2 separate regions of the Hordeum vulgare genome follow, and region 1 is linked to region 2. The links are chromatin contacts, called in public Hi-C maps. All regions are on one chromosome and are shown on one strand. The core of a region is the stretch at or near the end of the contact, and the rest is flanking DNA. Distances in the headings are between cores, read along the strand shown.

Region 1 (4,374 bases), core at 1,821-4,320, 810 kb before region 2:
CGTCTCAGTGCTCTGGAGCTCTTGCAGTGTGGAATGTATATTACACGGGGTGCAAACCCTTGTACCAGAGGGAGGGGTGGCTTATCTAGAGTGTGCTACCCCTCATCAAGGGCCAGCATCTAAGGGTTTGATCAATAGAGTTTAAAGGTGTGTGTTACTAATAACGTGTGTAATTAATGCTATTCATGATGACCAGCCGAACGCTCGCATGTTGGCCTTCCTGGAGTGGCTTCTGGTCTTTTGCGTCGAATGGTTTCTTCCGAGTGGAAGTTGGTTGTCGAGTGAAGGGGAACATACTCCGAGTGATTGCTTACCGAGTGACTTAGACGCCATGGATATCCAGTCGGAATCCTCCTTGTGACCTTCAAGTTAATAATGAAGTACCCTTAGGTAGGACACCTAGGTCAGGCATGTGACCCTACCCTAGGTACATATCCCCATCAGCCAATACTATTAAAAGGGGGTGAGGTAGTAAAATGAACTGATTGCTCAAAGTGTTCAAAGTTAGCCACCAAAATACTCAATCATTTTCCCACATATCCATTCTGTCAAAATCCACATACACAAATTCGGTGTCACCAACTTCCACATTTCGGACCCATCGAGTTTGATCTCAGACAGAAACCCTAGCCATTCCCACCAAATCGGTGCAACCGAAACCAAGTCGGTGCTACCGAGTTTGGGTGACCAACTTTCGGGTGCCTCGGTACACAAAATCAGAATTTCCTAGTTTGAGTATCGGTGACACCGAGTTTGGCCATCTGACCATTAGCCACCTTTTCGGTGCCACCGAGTTTCATATATCGGTCTCACCAAGATTCAGAAAATGCTACCTTTGTGTTAATCGGTACCACCGAGTTTTTCACTTCGGTGTCACCGAGTTTGCAACTTTGTGTGTAACGGTTGGATTTTGTGTGTTGTGTACATATACCCCTTCACCCACCTCTCATTCATGGGAGAAGCCCTCAGAACACACATTTTATTGCCAGATCCATTTTCTGAGAGAGAACCACCTACTCATGTGTTGAGACCGACATATTCCAATCCAATCATTTGAAGCTTGATCTCTAGCCTCCCCAAACAGCTTTCCACCAAATCAATCTCTACTACCCATGCATATTCTGTGAGAGAGTGATTTTGTGTTGAGGAGACTATCTTTAGAAGCACAAGAGCAAGGAGTTCATTGATCTACCACATCTATTACCTTTTGGAGGTTGGTGCCTCCTAGATTGGTTAGGTGTCGTTTGGGAGCCTCCTACTTCCTGTTGTGGAGTTGAACTAAGATGTTTGTAAGGGCAAGGAGATCGCCTACTTCGTGAAGATCTACCGTGAGTAAGGCTAGTCCTCCGTGGATGAAAGCCGTGGTGGAATAGACAAGGCCCCTTCTTTGTGGACCCTTCGTGGGTGGAACCCTCCGTGGACTCTCGCAGCCGTTACCCTCTGTGGGTTGAAGTCTACACTAACATGGACGTACGATAGCGCCACCTATCGGAACCATGCCAAAAATTGTCGTGTCAACTTCTTCGCGTTTGATCTTCTTAATCTCTACTCCTTTACATGCACAAAGTCTTTACTTTTCCGTTGCCATTTATATTGACTAGCATGTGTAGGGTGCACTAGACTTGTTAGAACTGCTAGATTTCTGCCCTCCTTGAAATTGGGTTAGGCCAGGAATTTTATCTAAACAAGTAGTCTATTCACCCCCCCCCCCCCTCTAGACACATCTTCTATCGATCCCTCAGCTTCACCAAATTTTCATCAACTAATCCCATCAATCCATCAGACAATTGTTTTCTAGGACATGACCAATGGAGCATCATGATTACTCCTCGTCGAGCAACACTCGAATGCACTTTCATATTAACAACAATAGTGCCTAAGGACAAATTGCGCCGCTCGACATGAGCAATTTCCTCCCTGCCTCCAACATATTCCAAATTTTGACCCTCACGCACAAACGCACCATTGAAATGGAATTGCACAACCATGAAATCCATAGGATCCATTCAATTTATAAAAGATGAAAAAACAAAATGAGAAAGTATTACTAGGGTTTCAACAAGCCCAAGCTAGCAACAACAACTTGTCTATGCCTAGGGTTAGCAGCAACAACAACAACCTAAGGGAAATAGAGGGGGGAAGGGAGGGAAGAGAGGGTGAACCTGCCGGCGGTGTGGCGGTGCCGCCTGTCTCTGGTCGCCGGCGGTGGAGTTTGTGGACACGACTCAGGCGGCGGCCCTTGCGACCCAGGCGGCGATGGGGTGGACTTGGGTGCGGGGTGTGGCTATGAATGAACAAGAGACAAAGATGGGTATAGGGTTGGATTGATGCGCGCGTGGCATGCTGACTGTGTTGTCCAGTCAGCTTTGACTCGGTCAAAACCGCTTGACCAGCCTACTGAGTCAAGGGTTGTAATCTGGACCCTGTGACAAGTTGAGGGTTGAATCCAACCGATTTTAGAGTTCAGGGTTGAAAATCAAACCACATGGTTAGTTAAGCCTTGAAATGTGGACTTTTCTCTATTCCATATAATCGACGAAGCTCCAAAACATGTAAAGTTAATGGCCTACTATGACACATAACCACTACAAATTCCAGCTATGAGTATGAATGCATGGCAAACACAAATGATGAACGGTGCGGTGGGGGTTGTGTTTCTTTCCTTATTCCATTGAATCGACAAAACTCCAAAACATGTGAAGTTAATGACAACCTATTTTGACACAGAACCATGACAAATGCCAGTTGTGAGTAGGAACGCATGGTAAAACACAAAGTATGAATGATCACATCGATCTGTCGATACCGTGTGTAAAAAGGATAACCACATGGATGTCCGTGCTTGCTGTGTGCGTGTTGGAGAGGGAGGAGGGCAGCCTTTCTTTGGTAAAAGAGGAAAGAAACAAACCCTAACCAGGCCGCACGCCTACTTAACCGGTACTCAGAACCACAAGGCTCTCCTCACACAACAAAACTTGCCAAACTCCTCCAAATGTCTACTCTCTCCAGAAGAGAAGACCCCCACCCACCCACCCACCCACTCCCCTTGCCTCCGATGACCCCCGAAGATCTTCCCTCATCGACCCGCGGCAGCAGGAAGCGAAAGTTCCGCCGTATTTTCAACCACGGAAGCCCTTCATCACGTCGCGGCCATGCTAATCAAGGAAGACCGCCGACGGGAGCTGCTCCCCTCTTACGCCTCTTTTCGCCACGCCTACGGCGAGGAGACGGTGGTCAGGGTGGTTGCAGTGGTCAGGATGGTCGCGGTGGCCGCATGAATTCATCGATGCCGCTTCAAGATTCAGACACTGCTGATAACCGGCAGCCGTTTCCACACCAGGAGAGAGGTATGGATCTGGGGGTGGCCGAGAAGGAGGCCGAGGACCATCTATTCGCTACCAAAACTTTGCTTCGGACCAGATCGGGCAGTCAAGGCCTTAAAAATGGGGCGACCACGGACAGGGCTAGGACAATGGAGATCTTGGACAGGGAGTTTGCCCTGAGGGTGCAGGAGAAGGATTTGGACAAACGGCGCTATGCCAAATATGTGAGCGATGCGCAGAAGATCATGCGCCAGGAGGCCAACGAGTTGGCCGTCTCTGGCCAACGCATCACTGCCAACATTCCCAAGGGAAAGGAACCCGTAACGCCCCCATATCATGTACTCGAGTCAACAGACGTGCCAAAGACCCACACCGTCCTTGTTGTCCTCAGCGATGACGACGAGGAGGAGGAGGAGATGGCTAACAAGCTCGCCTCCAATACTAATAACTCCTCCGTGAACATCGTGGATCCTCGTGCGGCAGCAACTATGGCGATTGTGGCAGCCCCTTCTGCTGCGACTTCTGCACCGCCTCCACATACCCCGGCATCCGGTGCGCCTACTGCCCTTGCACCAGATTCGGCAGCCCCTGCCACTTATGGCCATGGCAATGGCGTTGCTGGTGCATGCGCACGCGGGATCAAAAGGCCGCACCCACCTGATGCAATCTTTGCACCGTCTCCGGACGCGGTGGCGCCAATGGCCTTTGCAACTGCTCTCGCTACCCCTGCTGCTTACGATCATGGGAACATGCGAAGGATGGAGGAGGAACTGCAGGACAAGGAGGTCGTATCTGCCTCCCTGGCCCGGACGATGCATCACAGCTCGATGAGCGCCTGGTTGGACCGGCCAGGGTGGCCAAATTACACCAAACGGCCCCGCAAACCCCGCTCGGCCCCTCGACATCGCGGTTTGCGGATGAACCACAACACGGCGGGGCCAGCCCCTGCCTATGCTGGTTCCTCATCCCGTGCCCCTCCTGCAAACATCAGCAACTCCGCTCCAGGCTCCTCATCCCGTGCCCCTCCTGCTGACATCTGCAACTCAATTCC
Region 2 (4,181 bases), core at 114-2,613:
AAACCCTATAATTCTTCCAATGCGGGCATAATCAACAGAAACCCTGGACTAACTGAATCACATCTCTAGAAAACTCGATTAGATGTCAAATAGGCCAAAAATCTTCACTTACTCTACTCGAGGACACGAGCTCCGTCGGGCGACGAACTGCAGCCATGGCAGCGATGCCTTGTCTTCACCACGGTGGCGAGACCCTCCTCCACGGTCGATTCTTCCAACCTGACATCCAAAATCGTCACCGACCAGAACGTCGACGATCAACTGCTCTCTCCTCACCCACGCCGTCGCCTCCAATGACGAGACATGGGAGGTGGAGAGACACGGATGATGGAGAGGTGGGAGGGCGACCAGAGATTGAAACGAGGTGGGAGGGTTTTTTTGAAAATTTCCCAACGGTTCGCTCCTCCAATCGACACTTGACACGGAGACTAGTCAACATGTAGTTAAAACGTCGATGTATCTGACTCTTACGTAAACATCGACCACATAATCACGTCTCATCGTACAAAGTGACCGTATGCTAAGTAGAGTGACCAAAGCGAGCTGCTAGTGCAAGTTAAAGTACCTGTAGTGCATTTTACTTCTAAACTAAATTCACTTAAATTCATTTTAGGGGAACGTATGCTGACGCAATTCCAATTCTTAGGCCCCCTTTGTTTGGGCTACAGATTCCCAAGAATCAGCTATAGCTTAGATTCTGAAAATCAGTTGTGGCTGTGGATTTTAAGAATCTGAAGCTGAATGTTTGTTTGCCCTGCTGTAGAAAAACCACAAGTGTTGTGAAATGTCCATAATGTCCGGAAGGCCACGAACGCCGGCGCTGGAGCACAAGGGGACCGCCGGCGCTGGAGCACAAGGGGACGGCGGCGCTGGAGCACAAGGGGCCGCCGGCGCTGGAGCACAAGGGGACGGCGACGCTGGAGCACAAGGGCCGCCGGCGCTGGAGCACAAGGGGACGGCGGCGCTGGAGCACAAGGGGCCGCCGGCGCTGGAGCAGAAGGGGACGACGGCGCTGGAGCACAAGGGGACGGCGGCGCTGGAGCACAAGGGCCGCCGGCGCTGGAGCACAAGGGGACCGCCGGCGCTGGAGCACAAGGGGACGGCGGCGCGACGGATCTGCGATGGGCAGGGTGGGGATCGAGCGAACCAGACTTGCCCGTGGAGGAGTTGGGCTGGGGGTGCGGTGGCATTTGCCTCGTAATAACGGGAAGAAATTGGCCCAAAGTTGAGAGGGGGTAAGTGGCAGCTCGGGAATCAGCAAATTCGCTGATTCCAGCTTCTGGGCATGTCTAGTGCATTTTGTAGAATCTGATTCTACACAGCTAAGGTAAAATCTGACTCTTTGTTTGCAAATCGGATTTTGACTGTGCTAGAATCAGGAATCACTAAACAAAGGCCACCTTATACCCTATGTCTTCGAAGGGCCAGAAGAAGAAGAAGCCGTCGGTGTCCCCCCAGCCGTCACCTCGTACCCCCCTCTCTCGCGCCCGTGAAGGCACCGGCGGCTGCATCCTGGACCTCCCGTCCACCGCTGCAAGGGTGGCGGCGCGGTACCCGGCGCTCGTACCCCGCGGAGGCGCCGGTTCTTTCACCGGCACCGTCCTCGATGTGGTCTCCAGGGGCGGGATCCGCGGTGGCGAGGGGAGGCTCTGGCTCTCCGTGGACGCCATGGCCAGCGCCGGGCTGCGGCATGGGTGCCTCGTCTCTGTATGCTCCTCAAAATTAGGATTTGTTTCTGCACCGAACTACTAGTAGTTAACTAAACACTACACTTGTGTTTTCAATGCAAACCATGTTCCATGTAACATCAGTTCTTGCTATTGAAATTTCGATTGTGAGCCGACCTTTGACTGTGTAGATGTATCTCACAGTGGCCCCTTGATGTTCTATTTGGTCAACATCTGGCCAATTAAATATATGCTGATTGACCCACACTGTTTTTCAATACTGCCACAAAGCATCATATTTACAGCTTGTTTCTGAAAATAAGATTAGCAGTTTAGCACATACTTCTACATTGGATTATGATACCCTGGTCGTAGAACTGACATTCGAGCTTCCAATGGGTTCCAATAAAGATAAAACTTTAGCTTACCAGTGTCTATGTGTTGTTTTGTTCGTGTCAGCTGAGCTATGTCTCCTTATTCTCAGGTGTCACTCGTTTCTTCAAGTAGTAACAGTTTAGATGGCTTCCCACTTGATAGCTTATTTGAGGAGTGCGCCAGATTCTTTGATCTTGATGTGGACAATGATCTCATCTCTAATGAAGCTGGAGTGAACTTTGTGACTGCCAAAGTTTCCCCTTCATGTGAGGTACGTGCCTTTGTTATCTTTCTTCCCTTGGTGTATAAATGTCGTGAATACGGAACTGTAAAAGTTGCTGATTGGACGGTCACCCTTATCAGGTTCAAAAGAATGACATCAAGCTCTCTTGGGACCTTGCCTGCACTCTGGGATACCCTGTAATAGGTCGTCCTTTGCTAATTAGCCCCCTATATACATCTCAAGCCCCAAAACAAACTGATGGTGGTGAGTTTTTGAGAGTGATAAAATGCAGCGATCTCTACCTTAGTCTAGTTCCACCAAAAGTTGCACCACCCAGCCGTAATAAGTCAGAGTCTGATTGCCATCCTGTAAGAAATGTGATGTTTGTGGAGTCACCTAAAAGGATTCCTTCAACTTCTCCATGCAGAAATGAATCCCATGATGGTGCATCTTACAGTGGCTCTTCATTGTGCTTGGATCGGGCCACTGCAAAATCAGTATTAGCAGATGAGAAAATAAATGACTTGCTGCAGATTTCTGCATCACGGTGGCTTGGTGGTAGGCACTTAATGAAAGGAAACTATGTTCCTCTCCCAATCTGCGGGAAACTATCTATGTTCGTAGTTTTGCGTGCAGAAACAGATGGATCTGCCCTGGATGTAGTGCATGAGAAAAGCAATTCGATGTCTGATGCAAAGGTCTCTGTTAAATTGGTTGAAACCCCTGCTTTGTTCCTTGTTGACAGAACCACAAAAGTGCACCTTTCTGATTTGTCATCTTCAAAGGAGTCTGGGTCAGATAAGCTAGGGTTCCTACCAGAATATTCCATATGTGCTGATACAGGAAATGAAGATACCAATCATGACCAAAGGCTTGGTGGGTTATCTGAAGTGTCAGCAAAAGTAAAAGAAATGATTTCATTTTCGCTGGCAGATCAAATTTGTCTGCCGATGAATGGTTTGCATGATTTACCAAGGTATAGTGTGAACTTATCCCTGCTAAATTGCAAACACATTTATTTGTTAGTTACTTAGTTAACAATATACTGTTTGTTCATTTAAGGTATAAAGGTATTCTTCTTTATGGTCCACCTGGAACAGGGAAAACCTCTCTTGCGTCTTCATGTGCCTATGATCTGGGAGCCAATCTTTTTACAATCAATGGACCAGAGATTATTAGTCAGTATCACGGTGAAAGTGAACAAGCATTGTATGACGCTTTCACTTCAGCTAAGCAAGCTGCACCTGCTGTGGTTAGATTTTCTTCTAATGGCTAACCACTTTTTTTCATTGTCATGTCAACTGCACTTGAAACTTCTAATATACTACTCCCTCCGTCCCATATTGTGAGATGTTTTTTGACACAAGACGGAGTAGTACCTTTTTTAGGAGGCTAATGTCATAATTTCTTAACATTATCTCTCTCACCTGTATCATGTGGGATAGAAAAATGAGCAATCTTCTGTTCATGACTTCCGGAATCTGAGTTAAATTGATTCCTATCCTCGGATGATTATCCCTTATTGTTCAAAATGAAAATAAACGTTTGATAAAAGCATTAAACATGCCTATATATATTTCATTGGTTATTCATCTTTAGAGGAACCTCATCCTTCACTTTTTTTTTTCATTTTTAGTGAAGTTACCATTTTAAAATTAATTTAACACTTATTTTAATCGAAGAAGATACAAAACAGAATCTCCAATGAAGTAGATTTTGGGTAAGCTAGGTGTTAACATCCATTATCTCTTGAGTCGTTAGTGATCGAAATTAGTAATAGCTGATTATCAACGTTTCTCTATACTGCGATGAGGACATACAAATGATCTAATTAACAATAGCTGCTGATTATTTATGTCTATAGATTGAGTTATTTAATTACCAATGGTTTCTCTATATTACATTGAGGAAGTATA

The links. A called contact is a pair of places that touch in the nucleus more often than the background predicts.
Region 1: a contact with region 2 is called in a Hi-C map of seedling, with 3 times the contacts expected there. The contact joins the promoter of LOC123447867 here to the promoter of LOC123447865 in region 2. A contact is called at or near these places in 2 of 6 Hi-C or Micro-C datasets (leaf and seedling).

What each region holds. Positions count from the first base shown.
Region 1 is chr4H:58,943,903-58,948,276 of MorexV3_pseudomolecules_assembly, reverse strand. LOC123447867 (mucin-1-like) reads left to right here and starts at 3,070. Exons shown (of 1, transcript XM_045124575.1): 1 at 3,070-4,374. The coding sequence starts at 3,275.
Region 2 is chr4H:58,127,742-58,131,922 of MorexV3_pseudomolecules_assembly, reverse strand. It overlaps LOC123447865 (calmodulin-interacting protein 111-like), which reads left to right and starts at 1,363. Exons shown (of 11, transcript XM_045124572.1): 1 at 1,363-1,707; 2 at 2,152-2,313; 3 at 2,406-3,241; 4 at 3,328-3,517. The coding sequence starts at 1,411.